Linked DNA regions of Mus musculus: all the other regions are linked to region 1. The links are chromatin contacts, called in public promoter capture Hi-C maps. All regions are on one chromosome and are shown on one strand. The core of a region is the stretch at or near the end of the contact, and the rest is flanking DNA. Distances in the headings are between cores, read along the strand shown.

Region 1 (3,227 bases), core at 311-2,810:
AGGCCATGGAGGGATGTTCTTTACTGGCTTGCCTCCCCTGGCTTGCTCAGCCTGCTCTCTTATAAAACCCAAGACTACCAGCCCAGAGATGGTCCTACCCACAAGGGGCCTTTCCCCCTTGATCACTAATTGAGAAAATGCCTTACAGTTGGATCTCATGGAGGCATTTCCTCAACTGAAGGTCCTTTCTCTGTGATAACTCCAGCTGTGTCAAGTTGACACAAAACTAGCCAGTACAACATGTATGGGTGTTTTTTTTTTCCTGATGTATGTTTATACATCACATGCTCCTTAAAAGTTCTATACTACCACGTGGGTACTAGAATTGAACCCAGATCCACTCCAAGGTCAGCCAGTATTCTTAACCACTGACCCATCACGCGAGTCCCTGAGTGTCTTCATTATTTTACTTCCTGATACATCTTCCATTATCTTATACTGTCTTATTTTAACTCCAGTGCATAGTGCAGTGTCTGGTGTGCAGATAGACTTGTTATAGACTGTCTTCCAGTTTCAATACTGAAACCAACTCCTGAGTAGGTTCCTGAGTTCAGCGTAGAGTTCATTTTACTGGTGGCAAAAGACAAACTAACATAGTTGAGGGGCAAGGAGGCATGGACATGCCTTTAATTCCTTCACTCAAGAGGCAGATCTCTGTGAGTTCAAGGCCAGCTTGGTCTACACAGCCAATTTTGGGACAGCCAGGGGTACATAGAGATCCTTTCTCAAAACTCTGTCTTTCCTGGCCCCCTGACCCTCCACACACACAAAGGAAAAAACTTAGCAGAGGTAACCCTGAAGCTGCTATTGCACTGGTGCCAAAATGGAGTTAAGAATATATATAATTTATTTTTTAAAAAGTTCTCCAAGATGGGCATCAAAACCTATAGCATTTTCTTTTCCGAAGACCCATCCCCTGGTTCTTTCTGGACTTCAGTCCTGGGGGGACTAGTTGTGGCACTCCGATTTCTTGAAATCCTTCTAGAATACTTATCTTTGGTCTAACATGATAAAAAAAATCACAGTAGGCCCAGCCCTGCCTTCTCAATGCTCCTATCCTGAGAGACCCAGACTCTGCTGTTTACCCTAGAGTAAAATCATGCATTTGCAAAGGCTGTGGGCTTCCTGAATGAATTCTGAAACAGGATGTCTCTCTCTGTCTCTTCCTCACTCTCTCTTTGTACCCGATTACAATTAGCTACAATGATGCTGGACTACAGGATACATTCATTGAGCAAAGAAATGCGGCCCTTGCTTATCTGTCAGATCCGAGGCATCTTGGACCTCACAGGCAACCTTTCAGACCCTACCACGAATAGGTAGAAGCCGCCCGTGAATACCGGGAAGGGCACCGGTCCTCGCGCAGTTTTGGATTCTTTTAACTCCCAGTCGCGTCTCCCTCCCGCTCCCGTAGGGGAGTCGCCTCTCGTCCCCGCAGCCCCTCCCCCGCCGCGCCGCTCCGTTCCGCTCAGCCTCCCCTCCTCCCAGCTCCTCTCTGTCTCCCCCTCTCGGACAACGTCCCCGTCCGGCCCGGCCCTCCCCGGCTCCTGTTTGTGAATGAGATGCTCAGTTTCTCAATGGAGCCGTGGGGGGCTCGGGCGGACGCGGCGCAGGCCGCAGCGCTGGCCCTGAGCCGGGAGGGGGACGCCTTTTCCTCGCTCGCTCGCGCCCGCCCTCCCTGTCTCCGCGGCGGCTTTTGAGGAACTGGGCCGCGAGGCCACGGAGCAGTTCGCAGGGCCCGCATCCCCGTGGACGCCCGGGCTGGGCGGTCTCGAGGCGCCGGCGAGCTCTGCCCCGGGGGTTAAGCGGCTCGGAAGGCCGACGGCCTCCAACTCCCGCCAGGCGCCTTCGCGGTGGCTGTAAAAGTTGTGGACTCCTAAAAAAGAAAGAAAGCCAAGCAGACCTCGAACTGCTGTTAGTTCCTCGCCCGCACTTTCTCCTCCTCAGGACAGGAGGGGTGGCGTGAGGAAAGGAGTGAAGCAAACAGGAGGCATTTCCTCTCCGCGGGGAGCGACAGCGGGCTCTCCCCGGCCAGCAGGAGCGGCGTTGGCAGCCGCCGCGGGCGCCGGGCGCTCGCACCATGCGCGAGCCGACCGAGAGCTGCTGAGGCGCCGGGCCACAGAAGCGGAGCGCGAGTGCAGCGGGTTCTGGCGCTCGCCCACCAGACCTGCCCCGGCGGCGGCGGGATGGAGCCGGCGACCGCGCCCCGGCCGGACATGGCGCCGGAGCTGACCCCCGAGGAGGAGCAGGTAAGCGCCGCTGCAGCGGTGGGTGTGTCCGAGCCTCCGAGGCCTAGGCCGGCCTCTGTTCGCCGGGCTGCGCTCCTCGCCCCGGGCCCTCAGCGGCTCCTGCTCGCATTTCAGGCCTGCGGGCTGGCCTCCCCGGGCCGGAGACCGCGCCCCAGGCCATCGCCCAGCCCAGCCCCGGAGCCGTGGGACCCCTGGCTCTGAGATTCTTATGCTTCGAGACTTCCGGGGGGGGGGGGGTCCGTGCTGCTCCATTTCAATGAATATTAAAGTTCCTCGAACTGGGGCGGGCTCCCCACTGGATGACTGCAGGACACCTTGTCCCAGGCCCTTCTACTCTCTGGAAGCGTTTGCATTTTTTTTTTTTTTTCTCGAGGGTCCGTTGTTTTCAAGGGCAAGGAAAGCCATTTGGGGGGAGGATTCCTAGGTGGTTGTCTCCGTTCCCAAGATGGGGGGAGGTAGCGCTGGTAAAGAGGTGGCCCAGATTCTCAAAGGAGCCCTTCAGGCTTTCAGACTGCTGTGACGGGCCTACTTGGACAGATCCTGAAAGATCTGTTCCTTTTCTAGCTCCCCAAGTCCCTGGCCTTGACCTCCCTATTCTGCTTTCCCAGGCTAGGCTCTTACCCTCGTCCCCATTTCCCTGCCCCCACCTCATCTGACAGTCTCCATCTTTCTGAAGCCCACACTGGAGTTCCATTGTCCCTTTTTAAAGCTTGAGATCTTAAATTCCCAGAAAGTAGTAGCTTGCGTTATCATTTGAGGGGTTTCTGTAAGCGAGAAGCCTAGCGAGCGCTCTTATAACTTTACACCCCCCCCCCCATATTCCAGCTGTGGAAACACGGACTAGATGAGATTCAGAACCCCACGGATTGGGCTCTTGCTCTTCTCTCCTTGGCACTGCTCATATCCAAACAGAAGCTGTGCTCAAATATGGCCATAATCTGCTTGTACCTTACAAAATAAATGAAAGAGGAAAAGGTG
Region 2 (3,696 bases), core at 1,009-3,508, 770 kb after region 1:
ATATCCAGCCCCTTCACATTTTGTCCACCAGATGGCCAGGCATGAGAGCACAGCTTGTTTGCTTTCCAAGCCTTCAATTGCTCACACCCAACCTCTAGTAGTGCATAGTCCTAGGCTTGCCTGGCCAAGCACCTTTTAAACAAATCCATCAAGGCTGCTCCATCTCACCAGCACAGTCCAAAGATGAAATAGGTACTTGTGTATGAGCAGGATTGGGAGGCAATTTATGTAAACCTCTGGGAGCCCTAAGAAAGGCACTGTTGTTTTCACACTTATCTGAATGTCCCCCACCCCATGACCTTATGACAGGTGCTCAGGCTGTAGCCTGAAAGCAGTAGCCCATGTCTCACCAACTGACCCAAAAGACAACCTACTGGCCAGGCATACATCTTCCCAAAAGGCAAAGTGGTCCTGCCCATCCTCACCAGGCAGACAGAGCACCCTAAGCATCCTATCTGGAGGATGTTGTAATGCGGTCTAATCTACAGCAGACCAAAATTTTCCTTCTGGGACCTAAGTGGATTTCTATGACCACATATGTCTACTTGAGTGGAAAGTCACAGCCTCAGAGTCGAATGCCAACCTGCTCCACAGCAATACCACTTCACTGTTGCCTTTAGGCAAGTTATTAAACCACTTTAAGCTTCAGCCTCCTCTTGAAACAAGGGAACAATAATCTCTTACAGGCTCCATAGGAATTAAATGTCTGCCCTATAAAGTCAAAAGCCTAGCACAGGTTTGGGCCACAAGAAGTACTAAAGACAGCCTTTCATTAGCACTGAGAAGGTTCCGGCTAACACTCAGGGCTATGTTGAATGCCTTAATTTATAATTCCTTCCAAGGGACCGGGTAGGAAGTTTTGGCAGGAAACCTTGAACTCGATCCCAGTGTTGCCACTTACTGGCCCTGTGGCCTTATACAAGTCACTCTAGACCTAAATTGTCATGCCTGAAAAATGAAGATAACACCTCTCATACTGGCAAAGATGGCCCAATATTTTGGCCATGAAGTACCACACATAGGCAGTAATGGAGATAATCTCCCTTGCAACGCATCCCAGGCAGGTGAAAAATGGGAGCTACCAGGTGGCCCATGTCCTCCTCCCAGCCAGGTCGTTTGAGCCTATTTCTCACAAATTCTCCGATTCCATGAGTCCTCGGCAAAGAAGCTTTTTAAAACGTAAAGGCCACAATTATGCTTTGGGAGGCTCTGCTCTGAACAATGAAGAAAAAGGCAATGTGACCAATGAGACCAAGTTACTGGATGCCAATTTTTCTATGAGCACAGGCCTCTCTGGCTTCTCATTTGCTGTTCCTGGCTAGAGAACCGGGCTAACAAGAAGAGCAGCCAGCCAGGTCAGCGGCTGCCCTCCCGGATTCCTGCCACCCAAGCGACCCATGGTTATTTTTGGCTGGCAGTGCCCCACCACTGCAACCTCAAACCTGCCACCTCGCAATCTGCGGCTGCCACCGGGCAAAAACGCTCCTCCTTTTCAAGGGCACGGAGGAGGGAAACTGGAAGGCCGCCAACTCCGCCTTGATGGGGGCTAGACTCTGGCAATTCCCACCCAAGCATCAGGGCACCCGCACCCGGAACTAAAGCATAGAGGCTCCCGACCGGACCGAGGAGCAGCCTGGACATTTGTACTCCTGGCTTGGTCTGGCCCATTCTCCGGGATGGAGCGGTTCCATCATAACAAAACACGGAGGGGGCCGGCGGCCCGCACTCGAGTCCCTTCCTTCTGCCCGAATCCCAGGGATCTCAGAGCCCCGTTCCCCGTAACCGCCAAGGGAAGACCCGGCGACCAAAGGGATGGCCAGCCTGGGCCAGAATCAAACTCCAGGCGGCGCGCGAAGGAGATCTGCGGGCTAAGCCTCGAGCTCGGGGCAGGGAAAGCCTTTCCAGGATAGCCTAGGTCGGACGCGACCCAGCCAGCGGGCCGGCGCGGGACCCAAAGGGAAGCCTCCCAGCCGGCTCCGAGGCCGCTGGAGCTCCGCCTCCAACACCGCGGGAACCAGAAAAGGGGTCTGCAGTGACCGCCCTCAGGGAGAGAAGCGGCGGGTCAGGGGTGAGAGGTCGGGACCGCGGCCTGACGTGGGCCGAAGAGGGAAATAGGTCCAAGCCGAGACCCGACCGGGTGGCACGGTACCCGTACCGGCGTGGCCGTCCCCACCGACTCACCCCAGCTGCCCGGCCACGGGCTCGGGCCCACACTCACCGTCTCCCAGGCTCCGGCTGCGGCTAGGCCCCACTCCCCACTCCGAGCGCCTCTTCCGCTTCCGGCTCTGGCCTCCGCCCGTGGCAGCACCGCCCCCTCGCGTGACGCAGCCGTCGGCGGCCCGGGCTCGACCCGGCCCAGAGGCCTGACCGCTCTAGCCCCGAACTCGCAGACTCTGGGGGACTGGCCTGCCCCGCCAGGGTCCGGGCGACATCGGTGGAGGTCTCTTCCCGGAGGTCCCGGGAGCAGCCTCGGGCCGCGGCCTGCCCCTCTCCGTGTGGTGCTGCACGTAGGCCCCCGAGGCCGCATCGGTGCGCGACCACGGTCTGAGGACGGCTCTGGGCCTAAAGGAGGAACCCACCGGACTGCCAGGCTGGGGCCGCTTCCCCGCCGCGGCCCAGCTGTGCTCGCCAGCCTCTTCCTGCGCGCGGAGAGGACCGGCATTGTTCTCCCGGGGCCCGGGAGGGCGCTAGAGACGAAGGCGGTCGGTGCGCCCGGGCAGAGGAAGGCGGGCGCGACTCCGCTTGCGCGCAAGAAGCAAACGACACATTCTGCTCTCGGCTTGTGCGGGTTTTTTGAAAGTCCTGGTGCCACGCCCCAGCTGGCTCGAGCGAGCAGTCTCCGGGAAGATCCCCGCGAGCCTCGGCGGTGGGGTCTGACGGAGAAATCGTCCCCTTCCCTTGAACACCTCAGAGCGTCTTGCTGTCAGTCTTGCTAGGAAACCCGCGCCACACAAAAGCCCCGAGCCGCGCCGCGCTCCCGCTCTGCCACTCGAGTCACTCAGCCCGTCCTTTCGCTGCGGCATCGGGCGTGAGGCACCCAGTCTAGACCCCTCCCACCTACTGTCCAACGCTTTGTCGTGGCAGGATCATGAGGTCTTATTTTTTTTTTTTTCAGAAGAGAATACAAGTCGCGGTCCTTTGGTTGGGCCTCGCTTTGACAGCGTCCCCGCCCCCGCGCGTCGCGCAGCCAAGCGGGCGGGTGCCGCGCCTAATTGCCCCACGCCACGCGAGGTCCGCGAGGCTGCGGCGGCCGGCCAGGGCGGGGCATAGCTTTAGGATCTTGCTGACTCAACGCGGACAGCCAGGGTTTCCCAGGTGTCCCCTCCCCGTACGGGATGCGCGCCCACCAGGTGCTGTGGCTCCCTAGGCCCCCCTGCAGTGATGAAACTGCCTTTAGAGAGCTTTGCCTCTGGTTCTGACGTAATGGCCCGGCATCTTCATCACCAACCAAGTAAAAGCGGTTGAGTTAAAAAGCTGGGTGATTATGTTTTGCAAACTCAAACTGACTCATAGTCACCTTCCAACCCCACAGACATTCAACAGCCATTTCAACTGCTTCTGCCCGAGTCCTGCCCCATTGGTTTCCAGCCTAGAAGCCAAAGATTGAAATATCCAGGCGTCAGAAGATGCAGCTCCCACCTGAGGCCAGGCCCACACTGATAGAATTTCCTTCGTTCACAGGTTTCTGTGGTGTCG
Region 3 (3,565 bases), core at 1,047-3,546, 840 kb after region 1:
AAAGAAAAAAAAAAGAAAAAGAAAAATTTACCCAGAAGATAAATTTAAGTCTGCTAATAACTGAGTTCTCCTCTCTTACTCTCTACATCATCAAACATTTAACTACCAGGCTTGCACTGTACAGGGGTTTGAACTGTGAAACCGGCAATAACTATGAACATTGCAGTTAACGAAGGCAAAGAATGGCCCGGCTGCAAAAGAAAAGAACATGGCTTCTATTCCCAGACCTGCTGGAGAAGATTGCTACTCAGGGTAGACAGAGTAGCAGGCAGACAGGATGACTCTTCTGATGGAAAAAGCAAGACCAAGCAAAGTGCTCTCGGCTTAAACTTCACAAATTTCCCAGATCAAATTGCAGGGCAGCTTGTGGAGTGGACTGAACCAGGCTAAGTGGACATTATAGCCTCCCAAAGAATCCGGTTTCAACAACATGAAAGAAAGAAACATGCGAGGAGGGTGCGGGCGGGTCTCGAATTGCAAGCTTCGCTCAAAAACAAACGGGGGGGGGGGGGGGAATTCCTCTGGAGATTTTAAAGTTAATTAATTTGAAACAGGTACCAATATTGTCTAAACAAGTTAATGTTTCTTTTTTTTTTTTTTATAAACCACAAATAAATCTCCTCACATCCTCTTTCTTTCTGACTCACTTCTACTATATTTATTCTATGAGTCCAGTGAAGAAAAGGCTTCCAGTCCCAAAGTACCCTGGGGGCAGGGTTATCTGCATTCTTGCCAATCTGTCTCCAAACACAAATCCCTTTCACACCCTTCCACCTCTAACCTTCCCAGGTTCCCCCTTCAACACACCTCACTTAAGTTATAGTTTCCCACAAGTCTTCCTCAGAGCAAATTTTAGGGTGAAGAGGACTGGCAACAGGGTGTGCATTTCTGTTTGCCACATGAAAGGGGAAGCGGCACTGTGCAGGTTGGGACTTGATATTTGCATTGTCCCAGTGTTTTAGGATTGAGTTGGAAGATAAGAAAATGTAACCTTTTACCATCTTCAAAAATTCATGGGAGAACTAATCTCTAACAAGAAAAAAAAATGGCTTTGATTTATATAAATTTTTACACGTTTAAAGAGTATAATTTTTAAAGCTGGGGAGGCGGGGAGTTCAAAAACCAACCAGAGCCATGCTAGACAAATCTCATTTTGTTTCTTAGAAGCACTTGGTTGTAGCTTTCATAGGCGGATAAAAGATTCCAATTCCAATTGGCCCCTTACTGCCTGTCCCTCCTCCTGGCAGTTTGGAAAGTATAAGTTATGCCTGCAGCAATACTTTCTTTCTGCTTTAGTTCTTATTCTGTAGGGAAGCCTGAAAGTTGGCAAAATTGTTCCTTTAAAATAAAAACCCCGTTGGGGACAAAACAAAACGCACACAAAAGAAGAGCAAGCAATTCACTGGTCATTTAGAAATATTCGTATAATCTTTAAAGTCAAACAACACAACTGGAATATTTCAACCAACTCCTGCCAGTCATAGTACAACTGCTTCTTTTCTGGTTGGCACCATCTTCTCGGTAGGCTTTCCTCAGCAAGGGAGAGGGGTGTCCGATAGCGTCTTTATTAAGACAGAGATGACTCCGTTTTACAACTCAATTGGCACATCCTCCCGAAGAGTCCATCTCATCCCAATCCCTAAGCAGCCAAGGATTCAAACAATACTACTAACATCTAGAGAATTTACGTCTCCGAAATCTAACTTCATCTCTCCATCCCTCGCTCGGGTTTTTTAAACTTCCCGGACCTCCAAACCGAGAGCAACGGACTGCTTGCCGCTTGAGCCCGGCCTTGGTGACCATTTCCCTTACCTTCGTTTCCAGCTCTGTCCCCGACCCTCTTCGACCCCTCTTTCCATTCTTTACCTCCCACCCAATGGAGCCCTATCACTTTTACTTCCACCAAGCCCCCTTTGCCAATCTCCCGGCTCTTCTCTAATTACTCCATCTAAGCTCGCTCTGCGGTTGCCAAAAGGGGGGGGGGGTCCCTTACCTTTCCCATCTCTTTATCTCAAACCACTCCTTTGGACACCGGGAGGACGGGGCTCCTCCCGATGCTCTCACTTTTTCTCAGCGGACCCCGGCTTCACTAGCCCGCGTCTCCCCTACACACCTGCCTCGGCTCCCATTTCGGTCCCCTCCACCTGCCACAGCCCCTCTCCCGCCGCGGCAGAAAGAACCACGACCCGCGCCGCTCACCTATGTGCAGCGTTCCGGGCTCGCGGGTAGGGAGGAGGCAGCCGCTCAGACCCCAGCGTAGCAGCTGAGCCTGCTACTCCTCCGCAGCTGGGGGCCACAGCCGGGGCGGGGCCCGCACCGGAAGCTGTGCTGCGGGGCCCGGCCGTCAGCCCGGGGCGGGGGAGGGGCAGGTAGGGGCGGGGCCCCACGGTGGGGGGCGGGGCCCGAGGCCGGAAGCAGCTAAAAAGGGAACGAGGTGGGGGTGGGTGGGTAGTGCGAGACGGAAGTGACTCCTAGAGACCGCCCTCTGGTTGAAGCCGTGGGCGGAAGCCATTTAAGGCGGGCGGAGGCTTCGGCCAATGGGAGAGCACGGACTCAGAGGAGTTCCGGTGTGAGTGCTTTCGCGGGGAGTTGAAAAGAGTAGGACTGACTACAGCACACGGGTTTCTGGCTGCCGTGGTTGTGAATTGTTTGTAATAAGTGAAAGAAAGGAATAAAGAGTGCTAACTTTCAGCTAGTCTTAATGAAGCATTCCAGCCTTTTATTAGTTTTTTTCTAAATTTCACTTTTTGGATTGAAATTTTCCTGTTCTGGAACACCACCTCTATCCATCCCCAACCTCACCTCGTCACAGGGGTTAATGTTTTCTTTCTTCAGGTTCCAAAGGTAGAAGCTGAATCCTGGCACCGCTTATACAATAAAACAACAAAACCTTGTCTTCTGGGACTCCTAACTCTGGGGAACTTCTGTGAATTTATGCATGCACCTCCTTGTTTTACCTTTCTCCCAACTGACCATCATCCTTGATCCAGAGTCTATGGCTCGCTTAGTTTTGGGTCTTAAAACAATCCCAGCCAAAACCTAGAACTTATTGCCACTGGCTTTTCTTGTCCCTTCCCTTCTTCCTTCCCTTCCCCTCTTTTCTTTCTTGTTAGAAGGTAGCTCACCTATTTAGCAAAAGTAGTTGACCATCAAGCTCCAGGAATCCTGTCTTTACTTCTGAAATGCTAGGATTGCAGGTGTGCACCACACCTGGCTTTTTACTGAGGCGTTGGATATCCAAATTTAGACCCTTATTCTTTGGCGCCACGCTCTTAACTCACTAATCCATCTCAGTTCCTGATGAAAACTTTTATGGTTTGTTGTTGTTGTTGTTTGTTTTGTTTTGTTGCAGTCCTGGTCCCTTATTTCTTTTTTGTCCACTAGGCCATGAATTCATATGGAATGGGCTCCAGCAGTTTCCGTTAGTCCTCACAAAGTGTGCTTCTCTGGTTGACGCAGGCTGGCGCTTCAGCTGCACCCGGGTGCCCTTCTCCTTGGCTTCCTTCTTCTGATCGTTCTCCTTCACCCGCTTCAGGAAGCTGTCCCTGCTCTTCGAGTGCTTGAT
Region 4 (3,267 bases), core at 209-2,708, 750 kb before region 1:
TACACAGGATCAGTGGTTCCTAAACAGGGGTCAGTGGTTCATGAGAATCTGGCGGGCACATGATCCTCAAGCAGTCCTTGCTGCTCACGTCTTCCCCACAGGAGATAAGCACCAACCCCCCTTATGCTATTCCAGGTTTTCCTTTTCAGAAGGAAAGAAACTGTGATACTCGAGGGAGGGAGATCACCCAGAAGTCACTGGGAATTGCAGTGAAGAAAGTAGAGACCTGAGGAAGCTCTGCAGACACTTCTGAAACAATCCTGTTTAGTCTCTTTGCATGTTCTCACTATCACAGGTCTGTGACACAGGCTGTCAGCCCCTGCTCAAACACCTCCAACCATAAGACTCATACTACGAGTCTGCTGATACAGGTCAGAAATCCCACCCTTCACATTATTCAATCCTGTGTATATTTTGCCCTGAAATACTCCTTCAGTTTGTCCACTGTTCTTTCTCCCTACCTTGACTGAGGTCCCCCTCATCCTGTCATGTAGTCCTGCAGTACCTGCTACCAAACACCACAGCCTATGTGAACCCATTCTGATTCATGTCATTCTGTCTTCTCGAAGCCCTTTTATGGGTCACTATCACAAATAACAAAAGGTCTAAGATTTTAACCTGAAATACATCTTATCTAATGCTCCACATTGCAGCAACCTCAATGGCTGTGGCACCAAGCTATTCTGTATCTCCATCTTCTTGTTCACTTGTTGCCTCTGTCTGGAACATTCTTTCTTCTCTTTGACAGTGAGTTAAATCAGCTCAGGAATGATTTCCGGGAAGGCTTCTTTTGACATTCTTCTTTGTGTAACATGGAAATATTCCATGTGTGTTTCCGCAATTGTATTTATCACATTATACTGAATACACGCTCCCTTCTTCTCTTCAGGTTGAATCCTTCAAGGCAAGGTCTACATCAGCACAAGGCACAGGGCTCATGGGGCAGGCATTTAAAATAAGCCTAGGACCGGGCGTGGTGGTGTATACCTTTAATCCCAGCACTCAGGAGGCAGAGGCAGGCAGATTTCTGAGTTCAAGGCCAGCCTGGTCTACAAAGTGAGTTCCAGGACAGCCAGGGCTACACAGAGAAACCCTGTCTCAAAAAACCAAAAAAACAAAAAACAAACAAACAAACAAACAAACAAAAAAACCCAAAAAAAGCCTAGTAAAACCTGAATGTTATGTTTTGAAACAAATGTAGATTTATAACTCTAATGGTGTTACTGTACATAAAGACGCGGCTTAGGTACTATCTATATAACCTTTGTACTTACCTAGGTTGCTGTAGGTTGCACTGCAGGGACTCACGTCAGTAGGATCCAAAGTGTCATCTTTTTCTTCTTCCCTTTCCAGGTCAGGTGGAGGCAGTGTTGGTGTGACTGAAGTGCCATCTTGCTTCCCAGCAGGAGTTCTTGGATCCCGAGGAGAAAGTTCTCCTGCCACTTCATGGGTCACACGACTGAAACAAATAAGACAGTCCATCAAATTTGTATTCAAAAGTTCTATTAACATTTAGATTTATAGAGCAGGGTGTGGTGGCACAGGTCTTTAATCCCAGCACTTGGGAGGCAGATGCAGGTGTATAGCTTGGTGAGTTCCAGGCCAGCTTGGTTTATATAGTAAGTTCCAGGATAGTCAGAGCTAACTAGAAAGGATCTGAGACCTTCATACCTGGTCATTAAACCTACATGTTTGCTTGTTTTTCTTTTTTAAAGGAAGAATAGGTAACAATAAAATCGAATGAATGCTTAACTGATTAAAGGGAAAGACTCAAGACTTTTGTAAATCAGTTGCTGTATTTACGGTATTTACTATATTCCCTAATAGTACTCTACTACTATAGTAAGTACCACACGTTGCTTTACTTAGCACATAGTATGTGCTACATGTTAAAATATTTACTGAGGTATTTAGAAAGAACTAGGAGTAAAATTGTGATTATATTATGTGATGAAAGGATAAGTTAATGCCAGGTAGACAGAAGGGTCAGTTCTCATCTACATGGTACAGGAGGAAGGGAAATGGAAAAGAAAGCTTAACTCTTTAGCTGACTCTCCTCGAGGAAAACGAGTCTGGAGCATCCTGCTGGTCACGAGGCAGTTAAAGGTCAAGCTTTCTTTTTTCTGCCACTGCCAGCTCACTTACTTTTAGCTTTCTCTTCCCAGTCTCCCCACTCCCGATGAAAACTGTCAACTCTATGGTTATGAAGTACAAGATGATCAAATGGTCACTAACTGCTGGAGAATAAGATGGCCAAGTTGGCCAATCGCAAGTTGCTGGCCAATGAAATATATTCAAGAAGTGTTCTGAGACCATCAAATCCCACCATATTCTTTCTGATTTCCTTCTGGACAAAGAGAAACGAGGATAAGAAACTTTTTGGGGGGTGGGGCGGGGTTGGGGTCCATTCATGGATGTCTGTCTTCAGGACAGAGGATGACACCAACAGTTCTCAATGACTGCTCCTGCTCTTTTGAAGCAGGTTCTCTCCCTGAACCTATGCCTCACGGATGGCCTAGACCGGATGTCCTTCTAGGAACCCACTACATCTGACTGTGGAGGTAGAACGCTGAAGCTTTCACACTCTTTCCTCTCAAAGAAGAAAGGCCATTTTAGTTACACAAAACGTGCTGCCTTGAAACTAGAAGTAGTTTACATTAACTTTCACCCAGCAAAGAGAACTTACTTTTTCCTTCAGTATGTGTATAACTGCTCAGTAGTGTGCCCCTCTGCCTCCCGCAGTGGCTTGGAAGTGTCACTTCACTTTGGCTGTATGGAGGTGAGGGGCCAAGCTCCTTGTTATCATGCCCTTACGATGTCCCCTCTAAGGAGAAACCATCTTTGTGTGGCAGGCCTGGTTTTTAAATTTAATTTAATTTTTTTTCCTTTGATGACTACAGTAGCCCACTGAGAAGAGGCAGCATGTTTACACAGACTGCCCTGCTGACTGCTGGAGGAGAAATTCCCTCCCACTTCTCCAGTTCCCAAGAGCCAGAGCCCATAATGGAACTTCTAGTTCACTCGGCACTGCTGGTTTAAAGAAAGACTTCAGGCTCTGTTGGCTTGGAAACAGTATTTCTGAAGTTGTGCAGCCAGCAGATTTCAAGACTTATATTTCTGTCCAGATACACGCATAACTTCTAAAATTAAAGGCTGGTAAGAAGGTACTCCTTCAGATTACCTCCTTAAACCTGCACTTGATGTATGCTTTAATGACACAGATGTAAAATCTCTTACAGAAACTTGTGGGCTGGAGAGACTACTCAG

Evidence for each region. Promoter capture Hi-C pulls out the DNA fragments that hold promoters and counts their contacts. Capture Hi-C pulls out chosen DNA fragments and counts their contacts.
Region 2: a promoter capture Hi-C map of liver shows a contact between it and region 1, with 4 times the contacts expected there. The contact joins the promoter of Clk3 here to the promoter of Ptpn9 in region 1. A contact is called at or near these places in 2 of 39 promoter capture datasets (cranial neural crest and pre-B cells), 1 of 115 datasets of contacts at active chromatin or transcription factors (large pre-B cells) and 1 of 9 other capture datasets (liver).
Region 3: a contact with region 1 is called in a promoter capture Hi-C map of cranial neural crest. The contact joins the promoter of Arid3b here to the promoter of Ptpn9 in region 1. A contact is called at or near these places in 3 of 39 promoter capture datasets (cranial neural crest, frontonasal cranial neural crest and liver).
Region 4: a contact with region 1 is called in a promoter capture Hi-C map of hippocampal neurons, with 4 times the contacts expected there. The contact joins the promoter of Peak1os here to the promoter of Ptpn9 in region 1. A contact is called at or near these places in 2 of 39 promoter capture datasets (hippocampal neurons and liver).

The regions. Positions count from the first base shown.
Region 1 is chr9:56,993,408-56,996,634 of GRCm38.p6, forward strand. It overlaps Ptpn9 (protein tyrosine phosphatase, non-receptor type 9), which reads left to right and starts at 1,561. Exons shown (of 13, transcript NM_019651.2): 1 at 1,561-2,249. The coding sequence starts at 2,187.
Region 2 is chr9:57,762,856-57,766,551 of GRCm38.p6, forward strand. It overlaps Clk3 (CDC-like kinase 3), which reads right to left and starts at 2,259. Exons shown (of 13, transcript NM_007713.5): 1 at 2,219-2,259.
Region 3 is chr9:57,834,483-57,838,047 of GRCm38.p6, forward strand. Arid3b (AT rich interactive domain 3B (BRIGHT-like)) reads right to left here and starts at 2,297. Exons shown (of 9, transcript NM_001379353.1): 1 at 2,200-2,297. It also overlaps the pseudogene Gm7547.
Region 4 is chr9:56,239,886-56,243,152 of GRCm38.p6, forward strand. It overlaps Peak1os (a long non-coding RNA gene), which reads left to right and starts at 1,459. Exons shown (of 6, transcript XR_003948326.1): 1 at 1,459-3,156; 2 at 3,240-3,267. Peak1 (pseudopodium-enriched atypical kinase 1) reads right to left here. Exons shown (of 7, transcript NM_172924.3): 5 at 1,275-1,459.